Linked DNA regions of Sus scrofa: all the other regions are linked to region 4. Evidence: chromatin contacts called from public HiChIP or PLAC-seq data. All regions are on one chromosome and are shown on one strand. Each heading gives the region's core, a stretch centred on a gene start, on an enhancer-like site or on the middle of the called end of the contact. The rest is flanking DNA. Distances are from core to core; before and after follow the strand shown.

The links. HiChIP or PLAC-seq counts read pairs in DNA pulled down with a chosen protein or histone mark.
Region 1: an H3K27ac HiChIP or PLAC-seq map of alveolar macrophages shows a contact between it and region 4. The contact joins the promoter of WDR18 here to the promoter of CIRBP in region 4. A contact is called at or near these places in 1 of 5 promoter capture datasets (liver) and 2 of 2 datasets of contacts at active chromatin or transcription factors (alveolar macrophages and skeletal muscle).
Region 2: a contact with region 4 is called in an H3K27ac HiChIP or PLAC-seq map of alveolar macrophages. The contact joins the promoter of POLR2E here to the promoter of CIRBP in region 4. A contact is called at or near these places in 2 of 47 Hi-C or Micro-C datasets (embryonic fibroblasts and liver) and 1 of 2 datasets of contacts at active chromatin or transcription factors (alveolar macrophages).
Region 3: an H3K27ac HiChIP or PLAC-seq map of alveolar macrophages shows a contact between it and region 4. The contact joins the promoter of RPS15 here to the promoter of CIRBP in region 4. A contact is called at or near these places in 1 of 5 promoter capture datasets (fetal skeletal muscle), 1 of 47 Hi-C or Micro-C datasets (epiblast stem cells) and 1 of 2 datasets of contacts at active chromatin or transcription factors (alveolar macrophages).

What each region holds. Positions count from the first base shown.
Region 1 is chr2:77,421,870-77,429,364 of Sscrofa11.1, forward strand. WDR18 (WD repeat-containing protein 18) reads right to left here and starts at 1,943. Exons shown (of 10, transcript XM_013994806.2): 1 at 1,290-1,943; 2 at 210-320. The coding sequence starts at 1,499. ARID3A (AT-rich interactive domain-containing protein 3A) reads right to left here. Exons shown (of 9, transcript XM_013994805.2): 9 at 6,749-7,495.
Region 2 is chr2:77,325,863-77,332,895 of Sscrofa11.1, forward strand. POLR2E (DNA-directed RNA polymerases I, II, and III subunit RPABC1) reads left to right here and starts at 4,893. Exons shown (of 7, transcript XM_003353962.4): 1 at 4,893-5,080; 2 at 6,418-6,592. The coding sequence starts at 5,024.
Region 3 is chr2:77,042,242-77,049,483 of Sscrofa11.1, forward strand. It overlaps RPS15 (ribosomal protein S15), which reads right to left and starts at 2,508. Exons shown (of 3, transcript NM_214334.1): 1 at 2,422-2,508; 2 at 1,334-1,568; 3 at 1,088-1,240. The coding sequence starts at 2,508. The coding sequence ends at 1,127. It overlaps DAZAP1 (DAZ associated protein 1), which reads right to left. Exons shown (of 12, transcript NM_001244506.1): 12 at 7,172-7,242.
Region 4 is chr2:77,192,548-77,199,780 of Sscrofa11.1, forward strand. CIRBP (cold inducible RNA binding protein) reads right to left here and starts at 1,750. Exons shown (of 5, transcript NM_001246197.1): 1 at 1,697-1,750; 2 at 518-659; 3 at 323-429; 4 at 91-229; 5 at 1-17. The coding sequence starts at 620.

The DNA.
Region 1 (7,495 bases), core at 693-3,192, 230 kb after region 4:
CAAGAAGGATGTTCTGCAGCTGTGGCTGAAGGTGGGAAAGGCAGATGTGGCTGCAGGCTGTGTCCTGTGGTTTCAGATCCTTCAGGAAGTGAGGTGAGTTTTCCCCCAAACATAACAGACTGTTGGTGACAACCGGTCAGTGGTCTGACCCCATGGTCCACCTGCAGGCTGACCTTCCCCCTACCCTAGTTCTGTACTCTTCTGCTTACCTCCCACAGGTATATGCTCTCTGCGATCCCTGCCAGCACGTACAGGCCATTGGGCGATGTGGTGAGACAGGTCACAGGCCCAGGGCACATGATCTTCTGCTGAAGCTGGTCCTAGAGGCAGAAGAGGCCTCTGAGTGCCATATGGAATGAGGTAGCCAGGGGTGAGGCAAGTGGGGCAGGTGCCCAGGGCAGCTGCTAAGTCCAGGAGGACTAGAAGGAGGAGCAGGGAAAGAGGTAGCTTGAGCTAGTTCACAGTTCAGCAAGGGGGAATCTGCTCCAGGTGAGGCTTTGCAGGGCAGAGGTAGAGGCCTGTGGTTCACTCAGAAGCAGGACAGTGCCTGTGTGGGCTTGGGGCAGGAGGGCCCTGTGAGTGTGGGGATAGGCAAAGCACAGAGGGTCCAGGAGGGCTTTTGCCCCAATCCCGCCTTGAGCCTCAGTTTCCAAATCTCTAAAACAGAACTTCTGTTTGTGCATGGACCACACCAAGCAGAGTCAGAACATAGAGCTTGCCCCTAAGGGATGTCGGCTGGCAAAAAGAGGTGGCAAGCAGCTTCAGGGGCTGCATATGGTTGTTTTTGTGAGAAACCATGGGCCCTGGTGGCAAAAGGTAGCGTCTTTTATGGTGTTGGGGGGTAAATAAACACATGAATCTCCCGGGCTATCTTTCAGCTGGCTTCCCCAGGCCTCGGACCTTCACCTTGAAAGCCCAAGATACCCACGGGACCCCCTGCAAACTCCCTTCAATTAAAATTCCCGCCCAACGCGCCAGCTCCGGCATAGGGCACCTAAGGGACCCACCCCCAGCCCTCTTTGCCCGCCTGCGCGAAGCTGGTGGTCCAGAGGCCCGCCCCCCCAAGCCCGGGAGACACAGACCTCAGCTCCGCGCGTGCGCAGCGCGCTAACCGCGCCAACCCACCCTGGGCGCGCACCTCCCACATCCAAAAAGAGCCCCCACACCTGCGCGTGCGCAGAGCTCCCTAACTGAGACTCCCTACCCCCAACCCGGCTCGTGGTCCGAGCGGACCCCACCGCTCCTTCCCTCGACCCCAGGCTCCTGCGCCGGAGCGCCCGCAACCGCACCTTTCTCTGCAGCTCCCAGGCGCTGATGTAGTTCTTGCCCAGCTGCGCCGCCAGCAGATACTCGCCATTGAGCAGAGCCAGTCCGCGAGGCCCGGCCTGGCCGCCGCGGTACGTGAGCAGGTTGGCGCCCGAGTGCAGCTCCCACACGACGCAGCTCCACAGCTGGGCCGCTGAGTCCGTACACACGGCCACCTCCATGGGCGCCGCCATCTTCCCTCTTCACCGCCCCGGACGGGCGTCATCACTAGCGAGATGCTGGCGACCACGCCGTGCGGGCTAGAGCGGTGCCCACGTTGCCCGGCTCCGGCTGGCCGCCCCGCGCCTGCGCACATGCGTCAGGGAGGGGGCTACCTTGTGAACTAGCCTGTGAACTTGTGAACTCCGCTCCGCGGAGAATTAAGAGGTGCACCGCCTGGTTAGAGATTTTGGAAGATTTCTTAAGAGCAGTTAGGAGCTGCAGAGCCTAGAGGTCTGGCTTGGCCATTTCTGGGTTGGTCAAGTACTCAACTTCTCGAATTTTTTTACGATTATTATGTAAGTACTGAGTACACACAGCCTCAAATGAGACGTTGCACATAAAACACACGACGCACCTTACATAACCCAGAGAGTTAGTCCTCGATGCATGCTAATTAGATGCATATTCATCAATCCACCTTCCGCCTACCCCTGGACCCACCCTTCTTTTTCGTGGGCCACAAAATCTGCATTTTTTTTTTTTTTTTTTTTTTGGCTTTTGGCTGTTGAGGGCCGCACCTCCGGCATATGGAGGGTCCCAGGCTAGGGTTCTAATCGGAGCTGTAGCCGCCGGCTACACCACAGCCACAGCAACGCCAGATCCGAGCCGTGTCTGCGATCTACACCACAGCTCATGGCAAGGCCGGATCATGGCAACGCCGGATCCTTAACCCACAGAGCGAGGCCAGGGATGGAACCCGCAACCTCATGGTTCCCAGTCGAATTCGTTTCCGCATGGGAACTCCTGCATTTTTATTTAAGCAATTTGGTGCAGGTCGAGCAAATTGGGAGCTCTGTCTGAGGAGCACTTACCTCGTGTTATAGCTGCCAGCCGCCGGCCACGTCTAAAACCAGTGCATTTTAAAAGGTGGAATTATTGTTCCCTTGGAATTTCCTGAGATGCTTGCTGTCATATTTTTCCTGAATTCCATTCCACAACGCAAGTTGCAGGTTTTTTATTTATTTTTTGCTTTCTCTGGCTATTATAGGAAAATTAGAAGCGCAACTTATAAGGTTGAGGAAAAATGTTTTTAATTGGAATATATCAGAAATCAATAAAACAGGCGTAATAATATTTGATAAGTTGAGAAAACTGATTGCAGCAGCAATAGCTGATTTAAACTAATGCCTGATTGCGTCATTACTCAGACGCTGGAGCTACCTCAGTTTTAATTTCTGTTTTGTTTTAAAATGAGTAAGTTTCTTTGTAGCAAATGACTGTTGATCTATATCTTAACATTTAAAAAAGGGAGGAGTTCCTGTCGTGGTGCAGCCCCAAACGAATCCGCGGAAAGGAAACCGACTAGGAAGCATGAGTTTGCAGGTTCGATCCCTGGCCTCGCTCAGTGGGTTAAGGATCCGGCATTGCGGTGGTCGCAGACGCGGCTCGGATCTGATGTGGCTGTGGCTGTGGCTGTGGCTGTGGCATAGGCCGGCGGCTACAGCTCCGATTTGTCCCCTAGCCTGGGAACTTCCATATGCGGGTGCGGCCCTGAAAAGACAAAAGACGAAAAATAAAGTCAAGGCTGTCCTGGGCGGCGAACCCACAACATTGGGGAGACTGGGTGTGGGGTGCGTTCAACAGCGTCCAGAGGGGACAGGGGTCCTCGCCCCCCAACCCCGCCGCCCTAACAGGGAGAGGATGGTGGAGAGAGGGAAGAGCTTCCTGGAGGAGAAACGGCGCCCAGAGCCTGGGGGCCCGCAACTCCAGTTCCGGCCGCCAGATGGCAGGCTCCAGCCGCCATTCCGAACCCAGGGGGCACAGCAAGAAGGGAGGGACATCACGGGGGACTTACCTGGTCTGGAGGTCTGGAGGAGGGGCTTCCCAGAGCAGGTGTCCTTCAAGCAGGAAGTAATAACCTGAAGAGAAAGAGGGTCAGAGGTGTATGCAAAGGCCCTGAGGCACACCATGGAGCAGGGAACTGGACAGGGGCATCAGGATTTTGTTTTATCCCACGGGGTGGGGGGAGGCATGTGAAACTGAAAGACTTTTGTAAATTGGGAAGAGCTGAGTGTCCAAACCTTCAGCAGATGTCAAAAGGGAAAACCGAGGCAAGGACCACCTAATCCCAAAGATGGATTGGGGAAAACAGTTCATGTTTTCCACCCCCAGAACCGCTGATGCTCCCTCCCCACTTCCTCAAACATTGTTTTTTGTTTTTAAAGTGTGAATAAGAAAAATGAAATACCTTGAATGCTAGTTTACATTTTTCAGATACTGTTTTCCCTAAACCGTATTTCTTTGTTTTTTGTTTGTTTTGTCTTTTTGCCTTTTCTTGAGCTGCTCCCGCGGCATATGGAGGTTCCCAGGCCAGGGGTCTAATCAGAGCTACAGCCACCGGCCTACGCCAGAGCCACAGCAACACTGGATCCGAGCCACGTCTGCAACCTACACCACAGCCCACGGCAATGCCAGATCATTAACCCACTGAGCAAGGGCAGGGACCGAACCCGCAACCTCATGGTTCCTAGTCGGATTCGTTAACCACTGCGCCACGACGGGAACTCCAAAACCATATTTCTTTGAATCCTGTACCCCAGGAACTCTCTGGAACCCCATTTGAGAATGGGCACACTGCGTTGTTGCCTGCAGTGGACCCAGGTGGCCTTCTAACCACCAACTCAGGGCTTGACCCCCATCTTTTTTTTTTTTTTTGTCTTTTGATGGCTGCACTGAGGCACATGGAGTTTCCCAGGCTAGGGGTTGAATCAGAGCTGTAGCTGCCGGCCTGCACCAGTCACAGCCATGCCAGCTCTGAGGAGCATCTGTGACCTACACCATAGCTCATGGCCACACCAGATCTTTAACTCACTGAGCGAGGCCAGGGATTGAACCTGAGTTCTTGTGGATACTAGTCGGGTTCCTTAACCACGGAGCCATGATGGGAAGTCCGACCCCTGTCCTTCTGAGCACAGGGACCGGTCACTGCTCAGCTCCGGGCCTCAGTTTCCCCACAGCTATGGGATTCAGCCCTGGTTCTGCGGCCACATCTGGGGAAGTAGGGCCTGGAAGTTCCCAAGCACCCAGGTTCCAGGACACCAGGGTGGGCCCTGAAGGTGTGGGCCGCAGAAGAACCAGTTGTGTAAACAGAACTGTGGCCAAGAGAGCGGAGAGGGGCGCTGACGTGGACACTCAGGCAGGGGCAGGCCAGGACTCCACTGAAGGGCAGGGCAGCCAGATTGCAGTTCCAGTCCCCTCCCAGGCCTCTCTTTCCCCTCCTCCCTCTCCCCTCCTCCCTTCCCAGGGGACCCAGCTCACTCAGGCTGCTACATGAGGTCAGAGGTCACCCCACCCCCAGCCTAGTTCCGGAATGAGGACTGACCAGTTGTGTCAGAAGGGCAGGACAAAAGCCACACTATGGGGGCCTCTTGGACCACCCAGTCATCAGACCTCCTTGGTGCCAGCATGACGCCTGGTCCCAGAACCACCAAATCCTAGGCCTGGAGGGTGTGAGGGTGGCAGCAGGAGCAGGATGGGGAAACTGAGGCACAGAGATCTGCACAACCCCTCTGGGTCCCAGCCCTGCAGTCTTCATTCCCTTCACATGTATAGAGCACTCCCAGTTTGCAGGCACTGGGGTGGGAGGCAGTGGTGGGGCCACAAAGAAACCCAGCAGCCCGGTCTTCCTGGGGGGCCCCCCCATTAAGTGCAGTAATGGTAGAAGAGAAGGCAGATGACTCAAGCAGAAAACCCTCTTCTTTCTCGGGGATCTTTTCATCCACACCTTCTGCTCCAGGCTGGCTCCCTAGGCTCTGCCCATCAGACGTGGTTTTGAGTTTCACCTCCTGGGAGGCTCCCTGTGCCTCCTAACAAACACCGAGCAGGAGCGGGAGGCCCAGGAGGCGGGAGGCTCGGCGGGGCTCTGGGAGGCTGGGGAGGAGGTGGTGAGGCCCGACTCCTCCCTGCATCCCCCTGGGGGCTGTGTGACCTCAGGGCCTATTGCCCCTTCTCTGGGCCACTTCAGCAAAGGAATGAAGATGCTGGACTGGCCAATCCAGTTTGCCAAAAGGGCCTTTAAAAAAAAAAAAAAAAACACTTTTCCTTTACCTCTAGGGCAGGGGGGTAGGGGGAAGGAGGCTCGAAGAGGCAGGTGGGTTAACCTGTCCTCCAACCTCTCCTGGTCCCAGGCTGGAGGCAGGGACCACGTGATGGGCTGCAGGGAGGCGTGTGCAGTGGGAGGGGTGACTTACTTTTCCTCATTCAACACAGACTTGGGGGCTGACCCAGCCAGGAGGGACCGGCCTGGGCCAGCCATGGCCAGAGAAGGTGGCAGGAGGCTGGGTCTGCCTACCAGCCCGCCACGCTGACCTTGAGCTGTCGAGTCCCCTGGGCATAGGGTGGGGATGAAGTGACTGTTGATCGGATGCCCAGGAACGCTCCAGCCAACATCCTGCAGAGTGGAGGCTGAGAATGCAGGTCTCCCTCCTGTAGGTGCTGAGCCCAGGGGGCTGACCCCCCCGCCCCCCTGCCTTGGTCTGTTTTTGGGGCCACAAGTGAAATGTGGACATGTGAACCGAACCACTGTGGGAAGGCTGGGGCGGGCAGGGTGGGCCCCTGTGAGGCAAAGCCCACCTGGGCTGTACCCAGTGGGCATGAGGGGGGCTCCTTGCCTTTCCACTCAAAGGCCAGTGTCCCACTGAGTCCAGTAAAGGGCGGCCAAGAGGTGGGTGTGGTCCCACAATGGAGTTGGGGAACTGAGGCTTCAGAGACCCACACTCAGTGCTCAGTGTTTCAAAGAGCATGTGAAAAGGAGTTTTCCAGGCAAAGAAGGGAGGAAGGGGGGATGACCATTCCAGCAAAGGCCCAGAAGAAGGTGGGGGGGGGTGGATCCTTAGAGAACCAAGATGAGACCAGTGATGAGGAGGGGCAGGGGCTTAGATCAGACACCCTTAGGAGCCATCACAAAGAACCCTTGGTGGCAGGGGCAGGAGGCCTAGCCTAGGGGGCTGGGGAACAGGCTGGGGACAATGGCTCTGCCACACCCCTTATCTTCCCCAAATCCCTGGGAGAGGACTGTGCATCAGGCATCCACAGAGGTGCTAATGACCATGCCTGCTCACTAGGAGGAGGGTGACACTGAGGAGGCGGGAGAGAGCTGGTGTGGAGGTGGGTGTCCTCTGTGGGGGGCCATCCTGGGCACTGTGGGGTGTCAAGCAGCCCCCTGGCCTCAGAGTCCCTGGTGGAGGTGGGGCGACACCCAAAAAAACCACCACAGGAGACGTTTTCTGTTAAAAGTCAGAAGTGTTTTGTCTCGTTTTAATATTTCATCAGCTTTACAGGGTTACAATTGTCTTAAATATTTCTGAAGTTTAAATACAATCTGCATAATAATGTTATAAAATGTAAACTTTCAGTGTTCTTTTAAATTTCAAAATCACACCTTATTTTTTCTTTTTACCTTTTTTTTTGGTCTTTTTTTTTTTTTTTTTTCCCTCCCTTTTAATACCTGAATGTTCTGCAAAAACTGAAATAAATCATCACAGGCTGCCCGGCCGCGGCCAGGGCGGCCAGGGCGCGGCGGCAGGCTGGGCCCGGCCAGAGGTAGAGAGTAGATTTACATCTTTTTATTGGAAGTTTTTTTTCCCCCTTTAACCTGAGTTCAGGCGTGGTCTCCACGCCATCTGACAAACCCCAGAGAAACTGAAATTTCACATGTCAGGAATGAAAGGCTGAATTCGTGTTTGCTGAGAAAAAAAAAATGCAGAAGCAAAATTAAGGAAAAAAAAGGATGGTAGTGGGCAAAAATGCTAACAGTGAGAAAAGTGACTGTACAAACGCACAACTATTACAAACCAACCCACCGCCCCGTGCCCCGACCCCTACCCCCGCCCCCGCCCCCCCCACAGCCGGACAGCTACAGCCCTGCGGCCGGTATAGAGGTCACAAGGAAGGTTCTAGAAGCAGCCCATCCATAAAGTATCTCCAAAGTAGGGGTGCCCCTGTTGATCCTGAGTTTTGGGAGTCCCCA
Region 2 (7,033 bases), core at 3,643-6,142, 140 kb after region 4:
AGCCAGAGGCCTTGTTGGAGCACCCACCAGCTCCAAGAAGGACCGGACAGCACCTATTCTATGGCCTGGCTTCTTGAAAAAAAAAAAAAAAATCACCATTCTAACCGAAGTGTACAAGTAAGCGATTTTTAGTATATTCACAATGTTGTGGGACCATCACCACTTCTAAATCCAGAACGTTCTTATCACCCCCAAAAGAAACCCTCTGGGAGTTCCTGTTGTAGCTCAGCAGGTTAAGAACAGAACCAGAGTAGTATCCATGAGGTTGCAGGTTCCATTCCTGGCCTCGCTCATTGGGTTAAGGTCATAGATGCGGCTCGGATCTGCTGTTGCTGTGGCTGTGGCATAGACCGGCAGCTGCAGCTCCAGTTTTACCCCCAGCCTGGGAACTTCCATATGCTACCGGTGCGACCTTAAAACAAACCCTCTGTCCCCACTATGCCCATTACCAGTCCTTATCTCCCCATCTCCCAACCCCTGACAACCACAAATCCATTTTCTGTCTCTGGATTTGCCTGTTATGGATGTTTCACATAAACCAAATCATAATTCTCCATGGCCTTTAGGGGCTGGCTTCTCTCCATGACCACACTGTGTTTTCAGGATTCACCCATCTTGTAGTACCAGTGCTTCACTCCTTTGCATGGCTGAGTGATCCCCCATTATGTGAATGGGCCACATTGTGTTTGTCCATTTATCCATTGATGGGTATTTGGGTTGTTTCCATCTTTTGGCTTTTTTTTTTTTTTTTTTTTTTTTCAGGATCGCACCTATGGGAGTTCCCTTCATGGCGCAGTGGAAAGGAATCTGACTAGGAAACATGAGGTTTGATCCCTGGCCTCGCTTAGCAGATTAAGGTTGCCACAAGCTGTGGTGTAGGTCACAGACGCGGCTCAGATCTGGCATTGCTGTGGCTGTGGTGTAGGCCAGCATCTGTAGCTCCAATTAGCCCCCTAGCCTGGGAACTTACATATGCCACCTGGGTGCAGCCCTACAAAGCCAAAAAAAAAAAAAAAAAAAAAAAAAAAAGGAAAGGAAAAAAGAAAAGAAAAAAAAAGGATCACACCTGTGGCACGTGGAAGTTCCCGGGCTGCATCAAATTGCAGTTGCAGCTGCTGGCCTACACCACAGCGACAGCAACACTGGATCTTTGATGCACTGAGCAAGGCCAGGACCCACATCCTCATGAAAACTATGTCAGTTCTTAACGTGCTGAACCACAACAGGAACTCCCACCTTTTGGCTTTGTAATGCTGTATGAGTTTTATCGTCAGCCTGTTTTTTTCATTTCTCCTGGGTATGTGCCTAGGAGTGGAGTTGCTGGGTCACAGGGTAACTGTTTAACTGTTTGAAGAGCTGCTACCAGCTGCTGCCCCATTTCACACCCCCATCCAGGACTGTGATTTCTGAACCTTGGGCTCTGCTGGTTGGCACTGCCTGGTGGCAGCTTCCATGGAGACGGTTGCCATTCCATGCCCTATTGCTGAGGTCACAGAGTCACAGGTGGGACCTGAGTCATGGACTTTGTGGTTAGGCCCTGCAAGCCCACCTGCTCCTCCTGACCTTTCACCCCCTCTCTCCTGCCCCAAGGAACAGCAAGACTACCTAACATCCCCTTGCCTGCCAGCCACTCCTGGGCCCTCCCCTGCCTAGATTTATCCTTCACTCCAGCAACTGAGTCAGATGCCTCTTTTCCCACCTTAAAACACACTCCTGGAGTTCCTGTCGTGGCTCAGTGGTTAACGAACTCAACTAGTATCCATGAGGAAGTGGGTTTGATCCCTGGCCTCGCTCAGTGGTTAAGGATCTGGCGTTGCCATGAGCTGTGGTGTAGGTCGCAGAAACAGCTCGGATCTGGCATTGCTGTGGCTGTGGCGTAGGCCAGTAGCTAGAACTCTGATATGACCCCTAGCCTGGGAACCTCTATATGCCATGGGAGCAGCCATAAACAAAGACACCCACACACAAAATCCAAAAATAAATCAATAAAACCCACTCCTGAATCTCCTCTCCACCTTCAGCCTGCCCCCCCATCCCCACCTCCACTTCCTTTCCTCCTCTAAACACCCCCAGCCAGGCCTCCTCCTTGGATCTGTCCTCCTCATGGTCATAAACAATGTCCCTTTGGCCCAACCCTTGCCCAGTGCTCAGGCCTGCTTTGATGGCGGTTCCCTGCTTCCTCCTCCAGGCAGCTGCTTCACCTGGCTCCCAGGCACCTGGCTCCCTCTCACCTCTATTCTATTTTCGGAGCATTTATGGAGTGTCACCGCTGCAGTCATCAGCCAGGTACCCTAAACTGTGGGTGCTGTTCTTGCCTCTGTTCTGCAAGGGGGGGCATCAAGGCACAGAGAAGTTAAGTAATGCACCTAAGTCCCAGAGCGAGGACTGGAGCCCAGGTTGCTGCACCTCTCTTCCTTCTATGTTTCCTCCCCTCCTCCCAGAAGGCAAAGCTCAGGCCCGGCCTCAGACCTGCTAAGTGACGTCATCCAGCTGCCAGCTCCAGTATCCACCATGTGCCCACAACCCCCACATTTGTCTCCACTCCAAGCTCACACTGAATTCCAGGCTCATGTCCCACTGAACTACCCGTTTCTCTCCTTAGGGCCCATGGGAGCCCCAAGCTTACACCTACGCCTCCCCACCGCAGTCCCTTTTTCCCTCCTCTGTTCCCCTCTGTGTCTCTCATCTCCACATCCCATCCATCTGCAGATCTGTGAGTGCTGCCTGGACCTGCCCTCCCCTGCCCCTCCCTGGTCTCCTTGTATCTGCTCTGCTGAGATGCTGAAAATGGCTGCAAACCCAAACTTTTCAACCCAACAAACACGGCCTCCCAGGATCTGCCCCATGTCACCCTCTGACTTCCTCTTCTCCCTGTCCCCCGGCATAGGCATCCTTGCTGCCAACACACCAGCCAAAGTCCAGCCTCAGGGCCCTTGCACACACTGTACCCTCTGCTTGACACACCTTCCTCCAGACATGCCCACAGCTCCCTCCCTCTCCTGCTTTGGGCTTTTACATGAAACTTCCTTGACCACATTTGAGACTTCAAACCTACCTTCTCCTTCAGCCCACTCTCTTGTCCCCTTTTTTCATTTACTTGTGTTCACTTTTTTTTTTTTTTTTTTTTTTTTTTTTTTTTTTTTTTTTTTTGGCCCGCCCATGGCACATGGAAGTTCCTGGGCTAGGGATCAAATCCATGCCAAAGCAATAACCCAAGCTACTTCAGTGACAACACCAGGTCATTAACCTACTGGGCCACACGAGAACTCCTATGTTCACTTTATGTCCTGTGTCTCCCTGGTATGTAAAGATGCTTGCCTGTTTTGTTCCACATCCCTGTGGGTGCTCATAAAATATTGAATCATTAGGAGTTCCCATTGTGGTGCAGCAGAAACAAATCCGACTAGGAACCATGAGGTTGAGGGTTTGATCCTTGGCCTTGTTCAGTGGGTTGAGGATCCAGCATTGCCGGGAGTTGTGGTGGGGGTCGCAGACACGGCTCAGATTCTGGTGTTGCTGTAGCTCTGGCGTAGGCAGTGGCTACAGCTCTGATTAGACCCCTAGCCTGGGAATCTCCATATGCTGCAGGTGCAGCCCTAAAAAAAAGACAAAAGACAAATAAATAAATAAATATTGAATCATTGAATAAATGTATTACCGAGTGAGAAGTTACTGATGGCCTCCACTGACACAGGGGCACTGGGCTGGGCAAACCTCCTGTATGAACCGGGGTGGTGTATGTGTGTGTGTGGGCAGATGTGGAGGTTGTAAAAACATGCACAATCTTGGGGGCTGTGGGGTATCCAGGGGCTGGGGTGGGCCTCAGGGGACTAGGAAAACAGAGATGAGTGCATTTCATAAGCAGTGGGAGCTATGCCAAGCTCCTCCCAAGCTAACAATCCCTTTAGGTCCTCAGCTAATCCTCTAAGACGGGGACACTTTATTATTTCCACTGTACAAAGTGGATAACTGAGGATCTAGGGCATTAAGTTGGACATGGCCCTGAGTCAACTGAGAAAACTCCCTGCAGTTGATCACACAAACACCTACGAACCATCTCTTAGTAAGTACGAACATCCTGGGAACCGAGCGTACCCAAGACCCTGTCAAGGCCTCAGTCTCCCCTTGCTTCTGCCTACCTGAATTTTTTTTTTTTTTTTTGCTGCACCCCCTCAGCATATGAAAGTTCCCAGGCCAGGGACTGAATCCAAGCCGCAAGAGTGATCTGTGCTACAGCTGTGGCAACGCTGGATCCTTAACCCACTGGGCCTGGGATCGAACCCGCGCCTCCGCAGCGAGCGACCCCAGTCACTGCAGGGACAACGACGGATCCTTAGTTCGCTGCCCCACAGCTGGAACTCCTGCCTCGCTGGATTTTTTTTTTCCCCTTAATTTTTTTTTATTACTCAAATGAATTTATCACATCTGTAGTTGTATAATGATCATAACAATCTGATTTCACAGGATTTCCATCCCACAGCCCAATTACATCCCCCCACCCCCTAAACTGTCTCCTCTGGAGACCATAAGTTTTTCAATGTCTGTGAGTCAGCATCTGTTCTGCAAAGAAGTTCAGTCTGTCCTTTTTTCAGATTCCACATGTCAGTGAAAGCATTTGATGTTGGTGTCTCATTGTATGGCTGACTTCACTTAGCATGATAGTTTCTACGTCCATCCATGTTGCTAAGAATCTGCCTCGCTGGATTCTAAACGTCCTCCCTAGGCGGGCGTTGAGCAGAAACTACGCCTCCAGAGAGGCCTTGCATTCAAAACCACGCGAGATCTACCGAGGAGCGGGTGAGTGGTGTTTGCCCTCTTTTCGCGCAGCCAACCGCCGCTTTAGTAAGGCTCGGGCTGCCCTTGGCTCTGCCCCTCCCAAAGGTCGCTGCATTCAGGCTTTAGCTGACTACAGCCCTGTAAGGGTTGGGCGAGGTGGAGGGGGCCTGACAGCGGCGCGGCGCAGGCGCAGTGGGCACGGGTCTTGCCGAGCGCAGGCGCTGTAAGTTCGAGGGGGGCGGCAGCCATGGACGACGAGGAGGAGACATACCGGCTCTGGAAGATCCGTAAGACCATCATGCAGGTGAGACGCGCGGGGGCTGCCCTTAGTACTAAGCGAACGCTGTCCGGCGCGCGGACGGCCAGCGCGAGGCCCGAAGATGGGAACGAGCTTTTCTATGTCTGGCCGCGCGGCTCAGGGGAAGGTTCTGGCCCAGGTGGGGCCCGTATTGGGCCGGGGACAGAGGGGCCCCGCCGACCACTGCTGAGTGGCGAGTCCGAGAGACGCCGGGGAGAGGGTCAGGGTTTCGCTGGAGCTGGAGGGAGGGAATTGGCCTCGCGTGTTCCTCTTTCCGGAAAGTTATGGCACTGTTTTGAGGGCCTGATACAGTATTCCAGGATTGTGGATATGGAAGGATCCCTGGTTAGCTGGTCTCAATGCTGTCTGGTTGCCCTGACAGCGCGCCCTGGCCACCAACTTTGAGCTACTCGGGCTGATAGGCTCCAAGTCATGCCAGCTCCCTAGCTAAGCGTTCTCTGTGTGCCACGTGCTTTAGGCTACTCCACGGGAGGGGGCGATTGTGATCCCACGGAGGCTTCGGGCCTTGACTAAGACCACCCACCCTCGCCACGGCGGGGATCCTGCCTGGACTAAGCTGGGGCAGTGGCACCCATATTCTCCACCTCCTTGCAGTGCTACCCAAAGACAGGGTAGGAACAGCGTTGCTTCAGGCTGACCGTGTCGCGGGCCCTGGGTGAGAAGAGTGAGCGCTCAAGAGGGAGAGTCCGGGAGTTCCTGTTGTGGCTCAGTGGTTAACAAATCCAACTAGGAACCATGAGGTTGCGGGTTCGATCCCTGGCCTTGCTCAGTGGGTTAAGGATCCGGCGTTGCAGTGAGCTGTGGTGTAGGTCACAGACTTGGCTGGAATCCTGCGTTGCTGTGGCTCTGGTGTAGGCTGGTGGCTACAGCTCGGTTTAGACTCCTAGCCTGGGAACCTCCATATGCCGTGGGAGCGGCCCAAGAAATGGCAAAAAGGGAGGAAAAAAAAAAAAAGAGGGAGAGTCCAGCTGTGGGGTACTTGGCTGAAGAAAGGGGATTCCGGCAGAGTGGGTGGCTTTCTCTTTGTCTGGGTGGTCATCCGGTCTGTCCACTCAAAGAATCCCAGTTTCTGAGTCAGGACCTAGATCTGCTGGCCCCCAGGCCTTGGCCTGGTTTTCCAATAGCCTTCTGCCCCAGGCAGCCCAGCAGCACCTCTCCCAGACAGCTGTCCTTTTCTGCCCCAGACCCAAGGGCCTGGCCTTGGAATCAACAGCCCTCCTCACATCCCAGCCCTGCTCCCATCTTCCCTGCAGTGGCCTTGAGCACCCTGAGCCTTTGCTGTTCTCTCTGCACCTTGGTCACCTGATTCTTTTTCTCTGCAGCTTTGCCACGACCGTGGCTACCTGGTGACCCAGGACGAGCTGGACCAGACGCTGGAGGAGTTCAAGGCCCAGTTTGGGGACAAGCCCAGTGAAGGGCGGCCGCGTCGCACAGACCTCACGGTGCTGGTGGCCCATAATGACGACCCCACCGACCAGATGTTCGTCTTCTTCCCAGGTGAGGGCCTGCTCAGGGCAGCAGCAGCCACCTGCCCTGACACGCAGTCTGTACCCCTCATCCTTCTGCCTCTCTGCTGTATGTAGTGCCTCCACTGAGGCAGCCTGGCTCTCAACCCCAAAGGTAGGGGACCATGCTGGGTCACAAGCACCTTGGGGGCCCACCCTGGTGTGCCTCCAGGCAAGGGAGAGTGCAGAAAATGCCTGCTGAGCAGACCCAGAGGGCACTTTTAAGATTTACTTTATTGAATTATGTTTTACAATGTTATGTTCTTTTCTGGTGTATCGTAAAGCGATTCAGTTACATGCACATAATTATTCTTTTTCAAATTCTTTTCCGTTATGGTTTATTATAGGATATTGAATATAGTTTTCTGTGCTGTACAGTAGGACCTTGTTGTATATCCACCGTATGCATATAAGAGTTTGCATCTGAGAGTTC
Region 3 (7,242 bases), core at 1,258-3,757, 150 kb before region 4:
TATGGCTCAGCAGATTATGAATCTGACTAGGATCCATGAGGATGAGGGTTCAACCCCTGGCCTTGCTCAGTGGGTTGAGGATCTTGTGTTGCCATGGGCTGTGGTGTAATTCACAAATGTGACTTGGATCTGGTGTGCCTGTGCTGTAGGCTGGAGCTCTGATTCAATCCCTAGCCTGGGAACTTCCGTATGCTGCAGAGGCAGCCCTAAAAAGAGGTAACTCAGTATGTGTAAATCATGTTAAAACTGAGATAAATTCCAGAAAAAAGGAACCCTAAGCAACAGCCACTATGGGAGAGGACAAGTCTCCTTTCTCCTCTGCCTTCTGCCTGTTTCTCTCTGGACTCTGGCCACCCCTCTGCTCTACCACCTTGACTGATGGCTGATGCTGACTTCCACCAGCTCAGTGAGCTACAGGATCTCATGCTGCCTAGACAGCCACTGCCCCCATTCCTGGGCGGAAGCATGAACATCCTTTCCTCCTTGGTCTGCAGGTCTTGCCCATCATGAAAGAAACCATCAGGGCCACCTTAGGAACAGGGTAAAGACCTCTCTGAATCAAACCCCATGGGGGCCAACTCCACACACAGGATACCCCAGGAAGGCTCAATCCAAGGCTGGGGCCCCATGGTTTGGGAAAGCTGATCAGGAGCACAGAGAACAGGGGAGGAACATGGTGAGTGTCCAAAGCACTGAGGAATGCTGAGAAGGTGTGTGGTCGGGGGGTGGGAAGGTCACTGTTCCTGTTGATCCACTGTGGGAACCTGGGAAGAGAGACTGCAGAGGGGGATGGCGGCTTAGGCAGCAGCTGCCTCTGAATGGGCCAAAGAGCACCCACGAGCTGCCAAGCAACTACAGGCCAGAGAAGAGCACAGGCCCCTGGACATCTCTGAACTTGCTACAGGGCCAGAGTCACATGTAGCGCCCCACTCACTCCTTCCCTAGCTTCAGCCTGCCAGAATTAGGCTGGCATTGCATCTACAGCAGAAATCCCAGGGGCACACACTGCCTAGCCCTGGTCCACTGCCCACCCCTCTTCCCTGAGGGACTGACTGGACACAACACATGGAAAAGGACCAGTCAGACTCAGGACTAGAGAAGGCTGCCTTTATTGGCCAGCAGGCTACTACTTGAGGGGGATGAAGCGGGAGGAGTGCGTGGCCCCGATACCAGGCCGGCCATGCTTCACAGGCTTGTACGTGATGGAGAATTCGCCTAGGTAGTGTCCAATCATCTCAGGCTGTGAGAGAAGGGAGCAGGGTGGTCAGGCAGGTGTGGGTGGCCAGCCCCCACCCACCCAGGCCTGCCCCAGGGCAGCACAGGCCACACGTACCTTGATCTCCACCTGGTTGAAGGTCTTGCCATTGTAGACACCTACCATGCTGCCCACCATCTCGGGCAGGATGATCATGTCTCGCAGGTGCGTCTTCACTACCTCTGGCTTCTCCATGGGTGGCGCCTCCTTCTTGGCCTTGCGCAGGCGCTTGAGCAGCGAGTGCTGCTTCCTCCTCAGACCTCGGTTCAGCCGCCGCCGCTGCCGTGCGCTGTACAGCTGCATCAGCTGCTCGCTGGGGGCAGAGCACTGGAGGCTCAGTCCCCGTGGTCCACCCACTAATAGGTCTGTTTCCTGCAGTGCCCCCAAAGCGATGCACCTGACCCGCTCACGAACCAAGTACCCAGGCCAAAGGCTCTGGATGAAGCCCTCCAGCTCAAGGACCTCTACTTTGCTATGTCAAACAAGGAAATCCGAGGCAGGAAGGGGGGTGGATCAGATGAGGAGGCCAAACGACTGGAACTTTGCAAGCAAATTGCTGTGCTTAAGGCCTCAAGAACCCAGGAGCACTGCAAGTAACAGGGCCCTGTGCTGTGCCCTCCAAGAAGTGGGCCCCTCCCAGTCAGGCCCACGGGTGTATCTCCAGGAGAAAAAACTGTCCCTGGCTACCATTAAGCCTCCCTTCCCATCTGGGGGCCTGAATAACGCAACCACCCTGGCTAAGCTTCCAGCCTGTAAAGTTCGCTAACAAAAGACAATAACCTTTTTTTTTTTTTAAACTGCTACACCTGTGGCATATGGAAGTTCCCGAGTTAAGGAACTTAGCTGCAGGCCTTACACTGCAGCCACACCGGCTCTTTAAGCCACTGAGCAAGGCCAGGGATTAAGCCCGCAACCTCGCAGAGACAATGTCAGGTCCTTAACCCGCCGAGCCACAAGGGCAACTCCTAAGACAGCCTTTACATGTCCAAGCGGATGCCGATATCCAAAGAGAACAAGCAGAACTCTTACTAGATTCCACACTCCACGCCCCCAAATAAACTTTTATCAGCACGCAGCCCCGCCCACTCGTTTACACAGGGTCTACAACCTCGGCTGCAGATTAAGTTGCAACCCCAGTTCTCGGGTCCCCTCCTGCCACCACTTACTAAGACATGTCCAGCAGCTGGTCGAGGTCCACGCCGCGGTAGGTGAACTTGCGGAAGGTCCGCTTCTTCTTCTGCTCTACTTCCGCCTGCGCGAGCCCGGGAAGGGGCTAAGCAAGACCCCGACACCCACCTCCCACCCATGCAGCGGGGTCACGGGGCCCGCAATTCCCGCCGAGAATCGCGCGAAGCTCTGGAGTACGAAAGCCGACAGGAACAGATCTTCTCGGGCCGGTTCCAGGCAGGGCGGCAAGCACGGCCCGGGGCTACAGGGGCTCGCCTAAGACATGCGGGCCGACACAGGCCTTCCCCGCCCCGGGTCGTCCCAACCCCCACCAGGCCTGCCCCGCGCCCCCATATCTGGCGGTTCCGGAGGCCTGTTGGAGGCTACCGCAGCCGCGCAGCCCGATCCTGACCCCCGCGAGGCGGCCAGAGTTCGGATGGCACCGGATGGATCCGGCACAAACACACCAAGCACAAACACTCACCATCCCGTCGGCTCTTCGGAAAGGAACACTCCCGCTACGCCTGCGTAGTTATCGCGCGGCCTTTCACGTGCCCCGCCCCCGGCCGTGCGCGCGAACGCACTTCCGCTTTCCCGCCGAGGACGGGCGTCCTCTGTTGTCCGGAGGCCAGAGTGCTGGCTGAGAGGAATAAAGAAGCCCCCGCCTTTCTTGGGTGCTCAGATCCCCAGCATGGGGCCGGTAGCCTAGTGTTTGGGGATTCTTTCCTCAACTGGGAAACATGGGTTACATCGCGGTCCCTTTCGGAGACTCATATTCGTGCTCTGTAATTTCCATAGCGAACCCCACCTAGGAAGAGTGGGCGGAGTTCCTGTTGTAGCTCAGCGAGTTAAGAACCCGACTAATAACCATGAGGATGATGATTCGATCTCTGGCCTCGCGTAGTAGGTTAAAGGATCTGACGTCGCAAGCTATGGTGTAGATCTCTGAAGCGGTTCGGATCCAGCGTTACTGTGGCTGTGGTATAGGCGAGCAGCTACTGCTCCAGTTCGACCCCTAGTCTGAGAACCTCCATATGCTGCGAGTGCGGCGAGGCCCTAAAAAAAAAAAAAACAAATAATGTTTGCAGTAGGCGCTGGCTGGGGGGTTCAGGGCTGTCCCTTCCCTAGGAAGCTCACATCCCAGTGGGCGAAGCTGCCACATAAGGAACAAGGTTATACAGATATCTGAGACAAGAGGAAAGTCTGGAGGCGGTGGACACGGGCTTCACACAGATGGTCAGAAAAGGCATTCCTGATAGGGACCAGCCAGCCTTTAACAGACAAAATTTTAAAAGTAGCAACTGTAACATTGCAGTGCTAGGGTTGTGACACAGAGATGTAATATGTTTAAGGATAATAGCAAGAATGGGACAACGGATTAGAACTATATAGGTGTACTCCATCAGAAAGTGAATCTGGTACATTAAGGTGTTTGTGGTGGAATGTGGCCAGGCAATGCTACAAACAACTGAAAGCAGGGATTAGAACACATTTGCACACCTATGTTCACAGGAGCGTGATTCACAGTAGCCAAAAGATTGGAAACAACCCTAGTGTCCATCCATGGTTGATGGATAAACACAATGTGGTCCACCTCTGCATTGGAATATAACTCAGCCTTAAACAGGAAGGAAATTTTGGGAGTTCCCGTCATGACTCAGTGGTTGGCGAATCCAACTAGGAACCATGAGGTTGTGGGTTTGATTCCTGGCCTTGCTCAGTGGGTTAAGGATCCAGCATTGCTGTGAGCTATGGTGTAGGTCGAAGACGCGGCTGGGATCCCACGTTGCTGTGGCTCTGGTGTAGGCCGGTGGCTACAGCTCCGATTAGACCCCTAGCCTGGGAACCTCAATGTGTCATAGGTGTGGCCCTAGAAAAGACAAAAAAAAAAAAAAAGGAAGGAAATTTTGACACATAATGTTGATGGACCTTGAGAACATCAGTGAGTGAAGCCAGACACAGGACAGATACTGTCTGATTCTACTACCAAGAGGTTCCTGGAGGAGTCAGATCCAGAGAGACAGAAAGTAGATTTGCTGTGGCTCGTAGGCTGGCAGCTGTAGCTCTGATTAGACCCCTAGCCTGGGAACCTCCATATGCCTCAGGAGCGGCCCTAAACAAACAAACAACAAATGGTTAAAAATGGCAAATCTCATATCGTGCACAATAAACAACCACCAAACAGATGTATGCGGTAAACTTCTTAGGTAACTCCTAAGAAACTCTAAACAATGAAAAAAAATCCTTAAAACAATTAAAATGCTGCAATAGAAAATACTCAATGCAAGAGAAAGCATTACTAGAGACAAGAACAGAAAGATGTGACATACAGAACAGAGTGAAATGTTTGGCAGAGGTAAATCCAAGCATGTATGGTTGACAGTGGATTGAGGATGCAACCAGCTCTGCTTGGTGGGTTCCATCTGGAAGGAGTGAATGTGCAAAGGCCCTGAGGGAGGAATGAGCTGCTAAAACAAGGGAAAGGAGGAGTTCCCGTTGTGGCACAGTAGTGAAAGAATCCGACTAGGAACCATGAGGTTGTGGGTTCAGTCCCTGCCCTTGCTCAGTGGGTTAATGATCCGGCGTTGCCGTGAGCTGTGGTGTAGGTTGTAGACGCAGCTTGGATCCCGCGTTGCTGTGGCTCTGGAGTAGGCCAGTGGCTCCAGTGGCTACAGCTCCAATTAGACCCCTAGCCTGGGAACCTCCATATGCCGCGGGAGGGGCCCAAAGAAACAGCAAAGAGACAAAAAGACAAAAACCAAACAAACAAAAAAAACAAGGGAAAGGACAATGCCCTCCCCTGCCCCCAACATGACTCCACTGTGCCTCAATACTCTGTCAGGCAGGTGGCAACCAAGCCTCCAGTCCCCTCCTGCCCATCCTGCCCAGTTCATTGGGTGGGATTTGGCTCAGCCGAATGGCCTTGTGGGGAGTGGGGCTGGCCTGGAGGGAACAAGAAATCTGAGCTTTCCTCAGACATTTCCACAATCCTGGCAGGGGTAAGGAGAGCCAACTAAACTCCAGCAAATGAGGGGGTGTCTTTCCCTGACCTAGGGAAGCACAAGCATTTTGTTTGGGGCTGCAGGAAGTGCCCTTCAGGGTGTGGCATGGCACAGGCTTGCCCAAGTTCACTGGGGCAAAATTGGTCCTGGGAGCTCTCAGCAGGCTCTAAATCCCTTCACTGATTGCATAGTGCCCTTTGGCCAAGACCTGGAATTCTGCAGGGAATTAATCTTGCTAATGTAAGGAGCTAACTCTTATGCAACAATGACACATGATGAGGACTGGAGTGGACAAGAGGAGGATGTTGGCTGGGAAGGTCCACTTTAGCTGGCTCTAAGAGCTGAGCTCAACTTTCCTGCCTGCAGCGAGCTCAGGGGTGGGACTTTCTGGCTTTCTTTGTTCATTACATCATCCTAAGTCTGGCACACTGAAGCCATCCAAGGCATCTTGGACGAATCAGTTTTGTTCTAAAATCTTTTCTTTTTTCTTTTTAGGGCTACACTGGTGGCATATGGAAGTCTCAGGCTAGGGGTCAAATCAGAGCTACAATTGCTGGCCTACACCACAGCCACAGCAATGTGGGATCCAAGTTGCGTCTGCAACCAACACAGCTCACACCAATGCAGGATTCCCGGACCCACTGAGCAAGGCCAGGAATTGAACCTATATCCTCATGAATACTAGTTGGATTGTTTCTGTTGTGCCATGAGGGGAACTCCTTGTTCTAAAATTCTGATTGTGCTTTCTATGACAGAATGGCCCCCAAAGAGGTCCTGCTCTGGGGACATGTCACTTCGTGTGGCAGAGGGGACTTGGCAGGTGGGAACTTGTCCCGCTTCACCTCCCTTGCCCTGGAGTTCCTTCTGCATCTCTGGGATCCAGCCTCATTTGGACTTGAGCTGCCCCTCGGACCCTGTGAACATTGGCTGGTGGGGTCCTGACACCCACTCTACCCATGCTAACTGCCCAGTCTGTGGAGTGTCCTGTCCAACCACAGTCCAGGTTTCACTCCTGCAGTTGTGGGGGAGGCCTGGCCAACCCCACCCACATTTGTCTAGATGCCCAGGAAGTGGCCACTGAACCCTGGAACCCAGGGGCTCCCGCAGTCAACCTGCAGCTCTGATCAGCCCCCCCCCAGGCCTGTAGAGGGGAGGCCTGCCCTACCCCCCACATCCGTGGGAAGGGGCTCCTCCCAGCAGGGGGAATAACACACACAACGTGGATTTCTAATCCAAATGCACTTTCTTTATTCAAACTGGTCAGCGGGGACGCCCTGAAGCCACGTGCGTGGGAGATCAGCTGGCCAGGCCTCCTGGTCCTTGATGCTGGGTCGGACACAGGTGGGTGCGGCCCCACAGCGCACCTGCAGACACTGCCAGGCACGCCAGTTGACAAAACCAAGGAATAAACAAAAAACAAAACACACTCAGTAGATTTCTTCTTTCAGCTCCCAGAGTTTCTGGACCAAAAAGTCCCAACCCTCAAAGCCAGGAGTGAGAGACTAAAATTGCCCCTCACCACCACCAGTGCCGACGGAAACCCTGTTTTAAATTAAAAAATAAGCCAGTATACATCGTAGAAAATTTCTCTTAAAAATCTCACAATTTGTAAATGTATATTTTTTTCTTTTAACATAAAAGTTTACAATATACGGTAAAACAAAAGGCTCAGGAAAATAATTTCAAAAAAAAGGAAGAAAAGAAACCTGAAGATTTGAATTAAAGCTGAAGACTTTTTTTTAAACCCTGTTGTTGAACCAGTGACTTTTTTTTTATTGTGCTGATGGGTTAGAGAAAGAAATATATTTAAAAACTTCA
Region 4 (7,233 bases), core at 500-2,999:
GCCTCGATCCCCTCCTCCTATACAGAGACAAGAAGTGAGTGTCAGCTCTTGAAGCAGTGCCCCCACCTCTTCCCTGCAAGTGGCACTCACCTCTGGAGAACCCACGGCCCCGGCCTCGGCCCCCACGGAAGAAGCCCCGGCCCCCCGAGGAGCCACCTCGGTACCCACGGGATCGGTTATCAGATGACTTCCCGGCCTGGTCAACCCGGATCTGCCGCCCATCCACAGACTGGAGACCAGAAGTCGATATGGTTAGCCCCCGCACCTCCTGCACTCAGGTTGCAGCCCGGACCTTCTAGACCCCAGGACAGCCGCCTCTCACCTTCCCGTTCATGGCCATCATAGCGTCCTTGGCGTCATCAATGTTCTCAAAGGTGACAAACCCAAAGCCCCTCGATCGCTGGGTCTCCCTGTCCTTCACTACTACCACTGTGCAAGGGAGAGGTCTGAGGTCAGTACCCAGCTCTCCCTGTGAGCGGCCTTGCTCAGCTGCCAGCCAATCTGGAACCAGCCTCACCTTCTGAGATCTGCCCATATTTTGAGAAGACCTGCTCCAGCGACTGCTCATTGGTGTCAAAGCTCAGCCCTCCAACGAAAAGTTTGCCCTCGTCTGATGCCATGGTCACCTGTGGCAAACACCACTGAAATCCTCAGAGGTCCTGCAGGGGCCGGGAGAATCACCCCCTCGCCGTTTTTTACTTTAGACAAATAACACACGCTCCTGGGACAAACATTGGAAAATTGCTTTTGTGCCCTTTAACCATCCCAAGCTCATACCTAGGGCTTAATTCAAACAAGCCCTTGATTCCTTTATCACTCCCCCTTGCCCCTTTTCTGTGCTTGGGCCAACTCCACTCCCGAAATTGGGGGCTCCCGGAAGGCTAGGGCCAGACCGCGGTTCTGCAGCAAGCACTCTTCAGTGCTGCCTGGATTTGGGACCCCAAAACTCCAGCTACGCTGACACCCTCTCAGGACGTTTAGGGCTGGACAATGAAGGAAGGCATCAATCTCCACTGCCACCGGCTGAGTGCACACTGGCTTCTGTCTTTTGCTAACATGTCGGGGGGTGGGGAGGGAGCTAACTTCTAACCCTCTCTATTATACAGGGGCGGCAAAGTGCTTGGTCTACTGTAGGGTGCTATGATGTTAAAAAGGAGCGGGATGTGGGGAGGTGCTGACTTAAAGCGACCCTTTACAGGAAAGGGGCCTGCGCTGAATGACTCCAAAACCAGGCCTGAAGACGACCCGCAGCCTTGCAACCCCTTGCAAGTTTGGGCCCAAACCTGGGGATCGGAGAGTGGGCGGCACCCATGATGTGCCGCCCTCACACAACTCCAACAGGAAAGAGGGGAGTAGCCCCGGCCCCGCCCCCGCGCATGCGCCCCGCCTGCGGCTTGCGCCACTCCATCCGGGTACCCGGGGCTCCCGCCATTTCGCTGGGCGCAGCCTCGCTCTCGCGGCCGCCATTTTACGGCGGTGACCCGCTCGCGGCGCTCTAGCCCGCGGAGGACGTCCTCCGGCCGCGGCACGGCCCGGTCTCCGCAACCCCTCTCCGCCGGCGGAGCGGACTCCACCCCGGACCCGCCCCGGTACCGCCCCCCGCCCAGGGGCGTGCTGCCACCGCCCCGCCTTGGCCGGCCCGCCTTGGCCGCCCGCCGCCCCGGGCCCGCGGAGCCGGTACCGCCAGGGCCCTCACCACTGAGTTGGGCAGGTCCCTGGCGCAGGCGGGAAGACAGCACAGCACAACGGCCTGAGCCTTCTAACGCGCGAATGAGGGGGGGCAGTTTCCGGGTACGGCCTTTTGTACGCTGCCGCTGGGACCCGCCCCCCCTAAGCCCGCCCCCATCCCCCCCTCCCCGAGTCGGCCAATCCAGGGCCCCTGAGGGCGTGGCTGTGCCTCACATTTATGAGTTGGGGGGCTGGGCCTGTGCCGACCCCGCCCCCTCCCGCGTGCTGGCGGGGGTCAAAGTGCCTGGCGGGGATGCGCATGGTCTGCAGTCTCCAGACCATGACGGGGGGCGGGGCCAGCGCGCTGCTGGGCGGAGCTGACCCACTTCCGCGTGCCAGTCCCTGGCCTGCGGCGGGGAACAAAAGGGGTTCAGGCTGCTGCTTCCTCCTGGGAAAGCTCCCTGGCCGCTGCAACCCCGTCCTTTGCAGTGCTCCAATAATCGCCCACATAGGACCTCAGCCAGATCCCCATACGCACCTGAGGATCAGCTCTCAGACACCCCAACTGATGAATCCTGACATCAGTTCTTATATATTTGCCAACGTGTAACCGACACCCCAGAGTGCCCAGAACCCAATGCTCCTGAATGTCCCGCTTAACGTGACTGGCCCCAAAGCCCTCCCAAAAATATTCGTCATGATCCCATTCTTCCTACTTTACAACTTTGGGGTACCCCAATTTCACCCAACCCAGTTTGCCTACAAATCCCAACTTGCATCCTGACTTCACTCCGTCTAGTGCAACGCCCACACCCCCAGTCAGCTGGCCAGACCCTTTTGTGCATCCCAGCACTAGATGGCTGGCTGACCTTGTCCTGGCCTCTCAAACCCACAATTGGGCGCAGCCCTGAGTCCCACTGGACCTCAACATTCAGCTCAGCCCCCGCCTCCCCTTAATCACGTGCTCCAGCACCCCCCCCAACACTATTCTGCACTCCCTTGGCTCCTCCCCCTGAATCTTTTTCCTGTATGAAAGTCCGAATCCGGAGGCCTCTGCAACAGGAGAACCAGGTTTGCAGGGATCTTTACCCCCAGGGCTGCTCCTCTGGATCCCCATGCCCTCTTTATGGGAGCCCCTCTCACGGCCACCACTTTCACCCTGCCCAGGCCTTGGTTACACTACCTTCTGTGTCGCAGAACCCTCCATGGGGTGGAAAAAGCTTGCACAGCTGCTTAAGGGTAGCGAGTTGCCTGCTGAGGCGAGGGTTTCATCTCCTGCCTGGTGCAGTGGGTTAAGGATCTGGCACTGTTGCAGCTGTGGCAGGTATTCAATCCCTGGCTGAGGAAATTCCATCTGCTGCTGGTGCAGGCATAAAATTAACAACAACAAAATGCTAGTGTAGACCCCTGCCTGCCCAGACCAGAGGCCCAAGCTATATCCCTAGAAAGTCTTAAAAGGGCAGACCCTCTGCATAAAAACAGGGGGATTTTAGAGCAGAGACCCATGCTTTGCTTTGCTGCCTGCCCCAGAAAAGTTCCAGTCCCACTCCAGGAGCCAGACTCTGTCACACCATAGTGACAGAGTCTGGCTCTGGATCTAGCTGATGCAGTAGGGACCTGAGCATGGACGCTGACTCCTGTAACAGGATCGTTGGGACACCTCCTTGGCTCAGGATCCCCTTCCCCAGGCAGCAGCTCATGACTCATGGCAGCCTTGTCTCTGCACCTCCTCCCCCATGCCACAGCTCCCCCCATACAACTCTCCGTCAGCAGCAGCCTGCTGCTGCGTCAGCCACACACGCAGGATGGTTATTAAAGGGAGCAGAATCAACAGTTAGCTCCCCCTCCTGCTGCCGGCAGCCATGGGAGGGCCTGGGGCCGGGTATGCCCAGCCCAGGAGTAACTTCCCCTCCATTTCTGATCTACTCCTCCAGCAAAGTCAGGTTGGCAGCTCCTGACCCCAGCCCAGGGGGGTCCCTGCAGTCATGGGAGCCCCCATTACTCCACCACTCACTGCCCTCCCCGCGCTCTTGCCCACAAGTCAGCATTCTCCTGGTTTTGTAAGGTGCTTGGTTCATTCATTCATTCATTCATTTCACCACACAACGTTTACTTACTACGAGTCTGTTACTGGGTACCGGGCTCCATGTGTATCCATGATTATCCTGAGTTCCCATCATGATGTGGACCTACACCTGTGGATACCTGTCCCCAGGTGCACCTATCCCCAGATGCGCCTACTCTGGGCATTATGTGGTAACTGTGTGCTTGTGTCTCAGGTGTGTTACTGTATCTGTGTTTTCTGTGGTTACCGGCGTCTGCGTGTCCCTATGACTCGATGTGTAACCGAGACCGTGTTTGTGGGGGTGTGAGGGGCCATAAGTTTACTTTCAGGAGGGTGAGACAACCTTCTCCGCCTTGGCCGCCGCTCCACGCTCTCCCCGCGGACACAAGGGGGCGCTGAGGCCTCGCTGTCACCCTGGGTGGAGGCTCCCGGTTCCGCCTCCCTCCCTCCCGCCCCTGTTCCCCCCGACCCTGCCCGGCTCCAGCCAGAGGCCGCAGGCACCGGCAAGGGAGAAGATTCCCGTCACGCCCCCAAGCCCGCCCCCGCGCCGCCGGAGCGCTGGGGGCAGCCGGGAAGGAGGGGGCTCAAAATAGCTGCAGGCGGGGGCGAGGCTGCTTTTTACCGCCGGGTGGCGCGGTGCTCGCCGCCTGCCCGGCGGGACCGAGATTAGGCTGGAGGTCGGGGTCTGCAAACCCACAAGCCCCTCCCCAGGCGTCCGCAGAAGACCTGGACTAGGTACCCCGCCCTCCCGCGCCGGCGTTGCCATGGAGACGGGGGGCGGGGGCAGCCCTGCTCCTGCAACGCCTTCTCTGTCCTCCCCGTCGGGTCCGGCCCGCGGGACGCCGGGTCCTCCCCCGACCCCGGCTAATGACCGGGCGGGAGACGGTAATGAGCGTCTGGGCCCAGGTCGGGCGTGGCCGGGATGAAAGGCGCTTGCGGGGGGGAACCCGGGGCCGCGTAATTACCGCCCCCTCCCCGCCTCCCGGACGGTGCACCTGGCGGCCGCCCGCGGGGGCGCGGAAGTGGGGCTGTCCTGGCAGAGACTCCAGCCCTCCCGCCTGGCCCAGATCCCCGGGGGCCCAGAGCCAGGGAAGAGGAAGCCGGGACTGGATGTGTGTGCACATTGCCAGGTGTGGTGCACATGTAGGCCCGTGGGCAGGGGACTCGTGGGTACAGAGAAACAAGGACTCTGGGGACCGTGCTTGTGTGGACATGAAAGTGGGGCATAGAGCATGTGCACCCGGGTGTGAAAGTGTGTGCATGGCACTCACACGTGTCTATGTGCAAAGCGGTGTGGAGGTGTGTGCCTGCGCAGACCTGGAAACATGTTTGCATGCTCATGCTTAATGTGCAGGAACACAGGGGGTTGTTCGAGGTCCCCCAAAGCTTGTGCATAACTGGGATGTGGGATCAGCTGGGGACAGGGCTGGGTGTGCATGACTTGGGGGACCTGGACTCACAATCATATGTACCCGTGGCTGGTGGCATGACTCATGCCCCTGGGGTGGGCACATGCTATGTCAGCAGTAGCCAGGGCCTCCTAGGGAGGAGGAGAGCTACAGAAGGCCAGAAGCCAGGAGGAAGTTTAATGGCCCCACCATACCATTTCCCACCTGCGCCAGTAGGCGGGAACATCTGAGATCCCCAGGAGGCCCCAGGTGGCTGCCGCTGTGAATACAGGAGATTCAGCTGCCTGCACCCTGGCCTCAGTTTCCCTCCTGCTCCTAGGTGGAGGGGGATGTGGGTGGGGGCTAGGCAGAGCTCCCTGTGACTCATGGCCCAGGAATGTGGAAGCTGCCATTCTTCTGCTCTTGCCCAGACCCCCGTCCCAGGGGTGCAAAGGCCAGGCAGCACATGGGCCATCCTGGTGACCCCCCCACAAACCGCAGGCATGCAGGCTGTGGAACAGACCCAGGGAACACCTGGAGGAACCACCAAGAATTTGTATTCATGCTCAGGACAGACATCAGGTGTCTGTGAAACGCCAGATCTTGCGCACGCTGAGACCCCTGCATGCTCATGGAAACCCCAAGGCTTGCCTCAGTGGGGGCTGGGGATACACCCTGCTGGGTTTCTGAGACAGGGAAAGGGCTGATATCCACAGCCCCCACCCCTAGGGCCAGAAGGAGCTGACCCCCACTTATGCCCTGTCCTCTCACTTGACCTTGCCCCCCCCAAGGTACAGGGAGGGGCAGCAGGACCCATTATTGGGGCTGTGTCATCTCCACGGCAACACTGGAGTGGCAGCAATGGAGCACACTCCTTCCTGGGGCAGCTGCCAGGGGCTCAGGGGGTTCAGGTGGCCTCACCCAGCAGCCCCCATACCCAAGCAGGCAGACACAGGTGCCTACAGAACTCCTCCAGCGCTCAATTACCATCCCTCCCTTGGAGAGTCAACGATGGCCCACGTGTCCAGCGAACAGAGAGGTGATATTCAGGCTCTGCTCTGGGCCTCAAGTGTGTCATCTGAGAAATGGGTATGGCAGCAGCACTGCCCTGGGTCAGCAAGGGTGAGGGAGGGCAGCCAGGAATAAGACCACACCTCTTTTTGGGTGCCTCATGACACGTGGGGAACTGTTGGTTATGCATGAAGAACCCCATTTCTGAGGGCGCACACAGGCCCCGGCGCCTGTCCCGCCCTGTCCCTGCGGCTCTGCTCCGCTGGCCCTGCGGGCGTGGGCCGTGTCTGTGGCTGGGGCGCCTGCGCATTGGGGGAGTTCACTGCCTTGCCTGAGCTGTGTCTCTGAGGGTCCGAGTTGGGGCTGCCTGGCGTGACCTTAAATTTTGTGGCTTTTGTCAGGCCTGTCTTGGCCCAGGGTGAGAGTGGGTTTTGAGGGTCACACAGTTGATTGAGGTTGTGGTGCCAAAGTGTAGGCTGGGGTGGGTTTGAGGGTGTGGGGTGTTGCATATTGGGGTCTCTGTGTTGCATTGCCTACCCCTTGACTGCAGAGGGTGTGCTGTGCGTGAGTGCCGGACAGAGAAGCGGGTTGGTCTGGGTCTGGTGGCTGCAAGGGGCCCTGTGTGGGCGTCTGGGGTTGTGTTGATTTTCTGCGAGGCCTGTGGGTAGCGTCTGGAGTGTGGGGTGTATGCGGTGAATTGAGGCCCGCCGGCTCAGGCTCCCCCACCCGCGACGTGGTGGGGCAGGCCCCGCCCACATTCCAGAGGAGTTGGGGGGGTGCCCGCCCAAGTCCCCGCCCACTCCCCACCTCTGACCCCCGGCTCAAGCCCACTCCCTGCAGCTCAGGCACCGCAGGCAGCAGCAGCTGGCTCCAGGGAGGGGCGGCCAGGCGGGGGTGGAGGCTGGAATGTGTGCTGGGGGTGAGGGAGGGGGCCCCAGAGAGGGGGCGGAAGTGGGGGAAGGGCCAGGAGGAGGAGCTGGTGGGACAGACCAGACGAAAATAGAGGGAGGCCGCCAGGAAGAGACAGAGACCCAGACAGAAATGCAGACAAGCCCAGAGACGGAGGAAGGCGAAAAGAAGAAGCAGAAAGACACAGGAAAA